Linked DNA regions of Mus musculus: regions 2 and 3 are each linked to region 1. Evidence: chromatin contacts called from public HiChIP or PLAC-seq data. All regions are on one chromosome and are shown on one strand. The core of a region is the stretch at or near the end of the contact, and the rest is flanking DNA. Distances in the headings are between cores, read along the strand shown.

Region 1 (3,295 bases), core at 131-2,630:
AAGACAGAGAGACTGAAAGTAAAGATTAACTTGTAAATGACTTTATTGCCAGGGGAATTGTCCCCCATCACCTGGTCACTGCCCAGGTCACCTCCATGGTGTGTTCATCTCCACTGAAGCCTGGGGTCTAGATAGGTCTTGTCCAGCAGAAGACAAGACTCACATTAGTCCACACTTGCTTAAGGCTGGGCATGCACACTGCTTCCCGTTTCTTCAGCCACTCGGTCTACCTACTACCCAAGCTTATCAATACCACATGCACAAGACACTTTGGTATAAGAGACTCCACCCTGGCACCAGGGAAAGGCAGGCAGATTGTGAAGCTAAGCAGCCTGCAGGCACACGGGCCAGCTGGGTCCCAGCTCTGTTCCCCATTATGAATGACCTTGCATATGTGTCTTGTGCCTGTTTTGATCTTTAAAGTGAGCTTAGAAATACTGACAGACAAGGACCTGGAGAGTGCTTCGTGGGTAAACTGTCGTGCAAGCATAAAGAAAAAGCTGAGCATGGCTATGCATGCCTGTCACCCCCGGGTGGGTGGGTGCAGGGAGACAAATTCCGGAGCTCGACCAACCGGCAGCCAAGCTGGCTCAGTGAGAGACCCTCTCTCAAAAAGTAAGGTGGCTAGCAACTGAGGGGGACACTTGATATTGATCTCCACAGACAGCGCACAGGTGCACAGGCTAGCTGAGGAGCACAGACTAACTCATACATGCACATATACTAATTAAAGTCCCTCAGAGAGTCAATAGTGTGGTTCGACTTCAAGACCATTCCCTAAACAGAGTACCCCCTTGGCAGTGGGTTTTTTTTTTTTTTCCTGTCTATTTAGGTCTCCAGCTAACGAAATGAGGCCACCTACATCATGGGCATAATGCCCTCTGCTGTCTACTGTATCGATTTAACTGTGCTGGCTAGTTTTTATGTCAACTCAACACAAGCTAGAGTCACCTGAAAGGAGGGAGCCTTGATTAAGAAAGTGCCTCGGTAAGATTCAGCTACAGGGGATATCTTGATTAGTGATTGATGGGGGAGGGCCCAGCCCATTGTGGGCGGGGCCATCTCTGGGCTGATGGTCCTGGTTCTATAAGAAAGCAGGCTGAGCAAACCATGGCGAGCAAGCCAGTAAGCAGCACCCTTCCACGGCCTCTGCATTAACCCCTGCCTCCAGGTTTCTGCCTGCCCTGAGACAGAAACAAACATTCTCACAGAAACATCCAGGATAACTTTTGGACTCATATCTGGATCATGCCCAACCAAGTTGACACACAGAATGAACTGTCCCCAAGGCATGTTTGCCCATGTGACCCCAATAACGAGCTCTATGCTTGTTTGTCTTTAGGGACCGTGTGTTTAAGGAAACAATTTCTTTACTGAATGGTGCTTCATTTGGTAGACCATTCTTTGGGACTGTTGTTCCTCCCAACACCCTCTGGGAACTATGTGCAACGGCAAACAGCTGAGAAGACAAGGAGGCCCAGGCTAGGTGGCCAGGCAGGTGCCTGATGCTGCTGAGATGACAAGGAGGCCCAGGCTAGGTGGCCAGGCAGGTGCCTGATGCTGCTGAAAAGACAAGGACTCTTCCCCACCCCACCTCACCCATGTTAGGTGGCCAGGCAGGTGCCTGACACTGCTGTCCTCTGGGGAGGTGTAAAATTTCCATTAGAAAAATGCAAGGAGGCTGGCCCTGGTGGCACAAACCTTAAATCCCAGCACTCAGGATGGAGAGACCGGCAGATCTCGGAGTTTCAGGCTAGTTAGAACTACGCAGTAAGACCCCGTCTCAAAAACAAACAAACGAGCAAGAAGACGAAAAAGGAGGAGGAAGAGAACTAAGGTGAGGAGGAGAAGAAGAAAGGAAAAAGGAACGCACCAGGCAAACGGGAAGAGGGTGAGCCGGTGCAGCAGGCCCTCGAGGACTGACCACGGTGTGAGATGGATAGCAGGCAGGGTGATGGATGAAGACACCAGCCTGTAGCTAGCTTGAAGAAGGGGCAGACATATATCTGAGCTATAAATCTCAGAAGGAGAAGCAGAGATTAGGAGCGAGAAACAGGGGCTGAGCTGTGCTTTCTGAGTGAACACACTGAAGAAGGGGGAGATTTGCACCACTGCAGCAGACTTTTTTTTTTTTTTTTTTTTGTCTTTTACTCTGAAGTGCCAAGAACTGGAAGAGGAAGTATGTTGCTGCGCTGCAGAGTTGCCGTGGCAATGGGTCAGCAGCAGAAAGAAACAGGTTGGGAGAAAGGCTCCATTTCTGCGCGGGGGTAGGGGGGGTAGGGGACAAGGGGGGGCTAGAGGGGGCAGGAGACAGGATGAGGAACAGATGGGGAAAGCAGTCACTGAAGTCACAGAGGCAGCAGGAGAGTGAAGTAAAAACCAGGCTGGATCGTGGGGGAGGGACATGAGGGGGGGGGTGATGTCGGGGCGGGGGGTGCAGAAATTACACCCAAAGTCAAATGTGGTCCTCAGTTTCTGCTCGCCTCCCCCTTCCCTACCTATGCGTTTCAAGGCATCCTAGTGTGTTTTGTGAGGTTTCTTATTGCTAATCCGACATTCACCACTTTGTCTTTGACCCAGGTTCTGCCCTCAACAGACCATCTGTTAGGAAGGGACCTTAAATCTCCAAGAAAGGAAGTCTCTAGAGATAGGACATTCCATTCTGTTGGAGTTTAAATTTGGTCCCAGAGCAACAAGACCTGCTTTGGAGCCTCCAAACCTCAGGACTCCACAGTTCTCAAAAAGACAGCCGAACGGCTTCCTGGAATCCCGTGTGAGCTGTCAGCTCTGCAGCAGTGTAAAGATGCTGGAGCATCCTCCAACCGCAAGCCAAGGACCACAAAGCCTTGCGTATCACCTTGGCTTTCTTACAGTGAGTGGGTGATTGAAATGACAGACTCTCAGCCCATGTGCTTAACTGCTTGAGGTTAGACCTGGGGAGACTGGGCTAAGGGAGAGATGATGCAAACCCACTTACAAGGAGAATGGCCTTGAGTTCTGAGTGACCTTGGGGTGGGCAGCCTGGTCGTCAGAGTAAGCCAGTGGACTTTATGTCTTTTTTTTTTTCTTTTTCTTTTTTAATTGGACATTTTCTTTATTTACATTTCAGATATTATCCCCTTTCCTGGTTTCCCCTCCGGAAAAGCAACCTCCCCACTCTTCCCACTCACCAACCCACCCACTCCTGCTTCCTGGTCCTGGCATTCCCCCACACTGGGGCACAGAGCCTTCTTAGGACCAAGGGCTTCTCCTCCCACTGATATCCGACTAGGCCATCCTCTACTGCATATGCAGC
Region 2 (3,479 bases), core at 954-3,453, 37 kb before region 1:
GCGCTCAGAAAACAACACAGTGAACAAATGCCTCACAACTACACTTGGGGGCTTGGGAGAGTAGAGACACTAAACAGACAAATGAAAACTCCAAAGAAATAATACAGTGTGTGTGAGGCAGTGGGAGCAAAGACGGAGTAGGTCACGGCGTACATCTAAGGTCAGGGGCTTTCTGTGTTCCTGGTCTTAGACTGTCCTATGTCAGTATGTTGTTATTTGGCAGTAACCGTGGATACTAGAACAGTTGAGAACTGTACACAATTGTTACACCAGCTCAATGAGACTGAATTCTTATCAGGCCACTTCATGAAGAAGTCAACTGAGGCAGTGTTCCCAAGGCTGGCCAGCTAACGCATGCTCAGGCTGGGACTTGAGCCCAGGATCTGGCTCTATTGCCATACGTGGAAAACCTGCTCTGCCAGTCAATATCACACACACACACACACACACACCCCCCACATTTCACATACACATCACACACACACTATACACACATTATACATACACACCATACACACACATCACACACACATCTCACACACATACCATACACAAGTACACCATACATACACACCATATACATACACACCATATACACATACACCATGCACACACATCACTCATATACACTCACACATATCACACACATTATAATACATATCATATCCCCACATCACGAACACACACACACACATTATAATACATATCATATCCCCACATCACAAACACACACACACACAATACTTAAAGACACATCATACACATATACACATCATATACACACATATCACACACCACACCATATATACATACATAAACATCATATATACACACATATCATATACACACATCACACACACTATACATATATGCACATTACATACACATCACACATCTCATACACACACACACACACACACACACACACACACACACACACCTCTTCCCACCTTGAGATGAGGTAAAACTGAGCTAACATGGCTGAAAGTGGGCTCTGAAAAGCAGAAGGTCACCCAGCTCTGTCACCTCCTTCCTCATGTTTTTCTAAGTTTTGGGTCAGTTCCTATAATGGGTAGCAGCATGGGATGCTGAGGGCTATCCACTTTTTACTAGGTGAGGAAACTGAATTACCCAATTACTGAATTTCCCACACCTGCAGCCAGGGTCCTCTGTCAGCTAGGTTTTCATTTGGGGACCCAGAGAGTGACACTCGAGATCTTAGGAGTCCTGTAAGCTCTTGGCTCCCCTAAGCCCGGGTTTCCATTTACCAGAGAGCTGGCAGGGATGCCATGCAGGAATCAGGAGGCTCACCCTGCACCTTCACCAGGTCCTCAGTCTGCTCTTGCCTAGCCTTTCCTAAGGTGGACATTTCTGGGGACAGTCTCTGCATCAGAGACCCAAGTCTGAGCTGACAGGGACCCCCACCCTGTGAACGGAGCCTCTCGGACGTCTCCAACTCTCCCACAGCGTGGATTCTGGGTGTCCTTGACGTTTTTCCTCTGCGATCCCCCTGTTACACACACCCCCCCGAGGGTCTCCAGAGGGAAACCTCTCTTGGGCTAAACAGTGAATTTGAGGCTAAGGAGAATTCAAACTTTCCTGCTCCGGCCACAGGCAGGCAGTCCCTCCCTAAAGCAAACCACACTCTCGCAAGCCCACTGAGCCTAAAAGAGATGTCTCCGTGTTTTACTCTATGTGTACTTCAGCATGAATCTTACTCCTTCCTTGAGGCAGGACTGCAAATCAACTTTATATGGGCTGGGACAGCTGGGAGAGATAGGCAGAGATCTGATTGATAAACGGTGACAGGAGCCCAACTGTAAGGACCAGCCAGAGCAGCGATTAGCCCAGTAGGTTTACTAATCACTGAAAGGAACGCAGTTACAAACCCACAATGCCCTGGCCACTTCGGTGGGTGCCAGTTGCCTTTGCTTGCTAAAGGGACTGTAAATACAGGTCGGCGCCGTGGTGTTTGTGGGTAGACACAGAACGGCTTGCAGGGCTCTTGGTAATTGAAAACTATTGGGTCTTCAGCTCTGGACCAGAGCAGGGGACTCTGGTGGGGGTGGGGGCGGGGGCTGGGATAGGGGCATTACAGACAGAAACCCACAGAGAGAGATAGAGGAAGGGGGAGAAGAGGGAGGCTGGAAGGGGCCGGGGAGGGAGAGAAGGGGGTATGGGTAGAGGAAGGGGAGGGGCTGTGGGCGGAGAGAGGAAGGGGAGGAGTTTCTTTGTTCCTCCACTTAAGTCAGTGGTGTCCTCATGAGTTCTAGCAAGAGTGCTTTTGTTTGTGGATTTTTTGTTGTTGTTTGTTTGTTTTCGAAACAGGGTTTCTTTGTGCAGTCCTGGCTGTCCTGGAACTCCCTCTGTAGACCAGGCTGGCCTCGAACTCAGAAATCTGCCTGCCTCCACCTCACAAGTGCTGGGATTAAAGGTGTGTGTTACCACTGCCCGGCTGCAGGAGTGTTTTTAAAGAGTTTTGGAATCTCAGGTGTGAGCGAGCCGCAGTAAGGGTCTGAGTTGGGTTTGGTTTGGTCTTTTGGGGGGTTACTAGTTAAAGACCATCCTTCACATACATCATCAGGCGTGTGTCCAGACACTGGAGTCCATCCTTGCAACGTTTTTTGAAGACAAGGACTCCCCTCGCCCCTGCAGAAGATCACAGACGACCATCAAAGGACCTCCCAGTATCTCAGTGCTCAGCAAAAGGAGTTTGCTCTCTCTGGATCGGCATCTTGTGCGTCCACTTCCTCAGGTGCCTGAGCTCTGAGGATCTGAACGGTTGAAGACTCATTTCTTCCTTATTGAAATACTTGGCAGGGGGGAGGGTGTCCCTTTCCACAGCCCCTAGTATAACTTCTATGTCAAAAGGAAGTTCCATATTAAAGTCCAGGACTCTGTGGTACGTTTTAACTGAAATAAGCTGATAACGACCCCCCCCCCCACCGCCATACACACACTCTGATGTGTTTATAAAAAGATAAAGAGAGAAGGATGTGTGGTGAGGTATGGGAGAAGGGATGCCTCGGTGGGCCCATGCTGAGGCATCCCTTCTCCCGGAGGGACCAGCCACACGATTGTATAGTGTAGAATAGTTTATTCAGGGCATGGGGAAGGAAGTTAAGAGGGTAGTAGAAGCAGAAAGAGAGAGAGAGAGAGAGAGAGAGAGAGAGAGAGAGAGAGAGAGAGAGAGAGGAAGAAGAAGGAGGAGGAGGAGGGGGAGGGGGAGAGAGGAGAGGTGGCCGGCCATGAGCACGTGGAGAGAGAGCGGGAAGAGAATGGGGAGAGAGGAGGGAAGGGAAAAAGCAAGGGAGCAAGAGAGAAACAAGAGAGGGCAAGAGAGCAAGGAGCGGGCAAGCAGCCCCTTTCATAGTAGGTCAGGCCTACCTGGCTGTTGCTGTGGGGCGGAGCATACCTGGCTGTTGCCAAGTAACTGTGGGGTGGAGCTTAGACAGAATGCTAACACACAGCCACCTAGT
Region 3 (3,176 bases), core at 79-2,578, 53 kb before region 1:
GAGGCCAGAGGTGACTTCTTCAGTCACTTTCCATCTCAGTTTTGGAGACAGGGCCTCATTATACCGGGACCTCATTGATTGGGGGAAGGCAGTGAGCTCTGGGGACCTACCAGGCCCCTCACTCAGGCCTGGTATTATGAACACGCTCTGTGCCATGGAGCCTGGTGTTTCCATGCCTGCTAAGGACTGAACTCAGGGTCCCCTGTTTGTGCACCTCACTGGGTAAGCCATCTCCCCAGCTGAGCTATCTCCCCTTTTTACTCAATTCTTCACATGGCGCCTCCCTCTAGGCAAAACTAAGCCTAGGAAAGTCTGTGGACTTTATTAGCCCACAAGACAAAGCCCAGCAGGACCGTGGAGGGTTTCATCTGTACTGAGGTAGAGACAAACGGAACCCGATGAAGCCCTTAGTTATTACTGTTTTTAAAAGCATGCTCAATTTAAATAAACGTCAAGCCCCACAAGGCAACCGCTAGCACTCGACGCTCATGAAGTTAGCTCAATCATACACCAGAAGAATTTCTTTCTGTTGTGATTAATCTTTTCTGCAGGCTTTCCCAAGCTAAGTAGCAGAGTCTTACTGCGCTCCTGAAGCGGCAACTCTGAGGGCTGAGAAGAAATCGCATCCTCATAGACCTGCCCTGCCCTGCCCTGACCCAGCTGTGAGCATCAGGACCTCTGGAGTCTAGGGAAGCCATGGTCAAGACTCTGCTCTGAGGCCCCCAGGGGCCCTCACGGTTCCCCCAAAGTTTCAATTACTCAATAGTAAGAGTCTATAGCACTGTCAAGTTTTCAACTACAGGCTCCATGTCTACTGGGTAAGACTCCAACGCCTCAGCAGGGCAAACCAGGGATCCGTGATAAATGATGACCCACAAGTGGTCTGGCACTGTGGAGTTTGGCAGTCCTCCTTGGGTGTGATAATTTCCTACCCACCAACCATCCTGTCAGCACGTCGGATTTAAAATATCACACGTGGAACAATGAAAGATTGCCAGCATCTCACCACCACCTTTTGATTAATGAGCCATTCCTCTGAGATGGATTGGCTTGTTTGATTCCGTTACCTGGGATGACTGATGGCTGTTTTAAAAAACACTTAGCGGCAGCGTTGCCCTGCGTGAGATAATTTTCATACGCCTTTTGCAGCCGCATCCAGAATAATTGGACTTTATTGCCTGCCTTCCATGCATGAACCCAAGTTCCCTGGAGAAGCCTAACAGCTTGAGACCCCGCTGCTGTAGTCTTTCCACACTGATCAGCTGCCGTGGTCACAGGAAAGCTCCCACCAGATGGCCGGCCAGCCTTCTAGTGACATTTCCCGTTTCCCGTCCATTACTCACCAACGGAAAATAATGTGACATGAACTCCCCATTTTTGAGTAATATGTGGTTATATCCTTGTGGTTCCTGTGCTAAAGGCAAATGAATTATCATACAGTCGTTTCTTAATTCTCTGGGGAGAAAACAGAAGAGACAGCCGGTCACAGTGTTTGGCTGGGAGGGGGATCGGCACTCTTCAGGCATCCACCACGGCGTTTACATTTAATGTCCTAATTCCTTTTTCTTTCCCTTTTTCTTGTTGCTTATTCTTCTATTGCTCAGGAAAAGTAAGCTTGTCTGCTTAAGACACCAGAGCTCAGTTTTAAGAATAGTTGTCCTTGGACGCCCTGTTTGTGATTACTTCTCCCGGGTGTTCCTTTTCCTGATGCTCTGGTGCAGAAACGAGACATTGGTGGTGGACATTGGTTCTGTTCTGTCTCTAAAGGCCCAGTTTTCTCTTCCACATGGACCCAATTGTCTAGTTCTTTTAGAATTCTTTACTTTTTAGTTTTAGATTTTTTTTTAAAGTTAATTTTTAAAAAGCCGTGTGTTTGTGTGTCTTCGTGGGTGGATGCACACACGGGAGGAATACCGCAGAGACAAGAAGAGGCCATGGGGCCCTGGAGCTGGAGTTACAGGCAGCTGTAAGCCACCCGCGACTGGAGACAAATCCAGGTCCCTCTGCAGAAGCAGTGCAGAGTCTTGAGTGTTGCTCTCCAGTCCCAAGAAGCGTTACTCTTAAAAGCGGTGGCTAATACCCTGAAGTGTTTGACTCTGTGTTTTTCTAGTTCCCTTCTGACCAGAGCCTTGTATGTGACTAGCTTTTAATTATCTAATTGCTATCTTTATTATTAGAGACAAGTGACTAATTATTATATTAATTAATAATTTCTATATTATTAAAGACAAACATTTGAAGCTGACGCACCCTTACCTTGTGCAGGGTGGCGTGTAAGAGAATGATGTCCACCACTGGTCATGGCTAGTCTGTGGGGCCAGCGCTTTATGACCGTTAGGTTTGGTATAGCAGAACTCGGAGCCAAGCTCCACTGATTGGCACAATTTGACCCTTCCCTCTGACTCCAAGCTGTGAATCTCTGTGACTCCAGAAGCCAAGAGCCAAGAAACCCTTCTTTCTGGAAAGTTCCCTCCCCCCCCCCCCCGACATTCCCTTCTCAGACAAAAGGCAACATGGGGTGCAGGTCTCTGCTTACTCTGTTCTCACAGGAGAACAGAGCTAAGAAGCTGTTCATATGGTCCCTTCGTCAGGCAGCCAGCCTAGAGGAACTGGGGTCTCTCGTAGGCTTCACCCCCACAGAGGCATCTGCCCTTGTCCTGGAGATGTGATTTTCCCAAGGTTCCATGCTGCCTACTTACAAATCTGTTCAGTGAAACAACGCCTATGTTACAAGGTAGCGGGACACTCCAGAAGCTGTGGGAAGCTCTCAGAGTGGACCAGAAGGTTCTAAGAAATTACTTCTAGAAGATTCTGGGAATGGCTTCTGTGTCTTCTTCCCATCTCTACCAAAGACAGAGTAAATGGCAGCCTTGCTTGGCTCTCTGTCCTTTGCACTCACCCAGCTAGGACAGACAGCACCCAGGATGATCTGCCCGGAGTGTCCCCTGTTGGTAATTCAACCCTTCACACGCTCATTTGCATCCGCTCAGACGACTGTTGTGGCTACAAAGAAATGTTTTTCCTTAGTAGAATCACAAATAATTTGAACAGAAAGCTACAGACAAGACAGACTAATCATGTTTGAAAGGAGGTATCTCTGCACACAGAAGGTTTTCTGCATCTAAAATGCTCTTTCTCCATCAAAACTCTGTGTGATGGGGCTTCCTGACACGCAG

Evidence for each region. HiChIP or PLAC-seq counts read pairs in DNA pulled down with a chosen protein or histone mark.
Region 2: a contact with region 1 is called in an H3K27ac HiChIP or PLAC-seq map of embryonic stem cells, with 73 read pairs. The contact joins the enhancer-like site here to the promoter of 2410003I16Rik in region 1. A contact is called at or near these places in 1 of 39 promoter capture datasets (embryonic stem cells), 3 of 15 datasets of contacts at CTCF or cohesin (all in embryonic stem cells), 24 of 484 Hi-C or Micro-C datasets (the HL-1 cell line, cerebral cortex, cortical neurons and 4 more), 17 of 115 datasets of contacts at active chromatin or transcription factors (embryonic stem cells and stem cell-derived neural progenitor cells) and 3 of 9 other capture datasets (adipose tissue, embryonic stem cells and pancreatic islet).
Region 3: an H3K27ac HiChIP or PLAC-seq map of the HPC-7 cell line shows a contact between it and region 1, with 4 times the contacts expected there. The contact joins the enhancer-like site here to the promoter of 2410003I16Rik in region 1. A contact is called at or near these places in 6 of 39 promoter capture datasets (the C10 cell line, the HPC-7 cell line, cranial neural crest and 3 more), 2 of 15 datasets of contacts at CTCF or cohesin (embryonic stem cells and pro-B cells), 31 of 484 Hi-C or Micro-C datasets (B cells, the CH12 cell line, the G1E-ER4 cell line and 17 more), 13 of 115 datasets of contacts at active chromatin or transcription factors (the HPC-7 cell line, double positive thymocytes, embryonic stem cells and 2 more) and 3 of 9 other capture datasets (adipose tissue, liver and pancreatic islet).

The regions. Positions count from the first base shown.
Region 1 is chr16:94,009,275-94,012,569 of GRCm38.p6, forward strand. It overlaps 2410003I16Rik (a long non-coding RNA gene), which reads left to right and starts at 1,381. Exons shown (of 4, transcript XR_003951876.1): 1 at 1,381-1,837; 2 at 2,159-2,236; 3 at 2,581-3,295.
Region 2 is chr16:93,971,543-93,975,021 of GRCm38.p6, forward strand. It overlaps a transcript of Cldn14 not described here. Among named protein-coding and RNA genes, the nearest start is that of 2410003I16Rik, 37 kb to the right of the region's middle. Within about 2 kb of position 2,204, at least 67 of the 459 cell types and tissues checked have an H3K27ac peak or open chromatin away from gene starts, as enhancers often do. A contact at or near this core is called in differentiating embryonic stem cells, embryonic stem cells and hematopoietic stem and progenitor cells, where this site is marked.
Region 3 is chr16:93,956,288-93,959,463 of GRCm38.p6, forward strand. It overlaps Gm31012 (a long non-coding RNA gene), which reads left to right. Exons shown (of 2, transcript XR_385072.3): 2 at 552-1,435. It also overlaps a transcript of Cldn14 not described here. Among named protein-coding and RNA genes, the nearest start is that of Cldn14, 28 kb to the left of the region's middle. Within about 2 kb of position 1,329, at least 26 of the 459 cell types and tissues checked have an H3K27ac peak or open chromatin away from gene starts, as enhancers often do. A contact at or near this core is called in the CH12 cell line, the HPC-7 cell line, bone marrow-derived macrophages and 1 more, where this site is marked.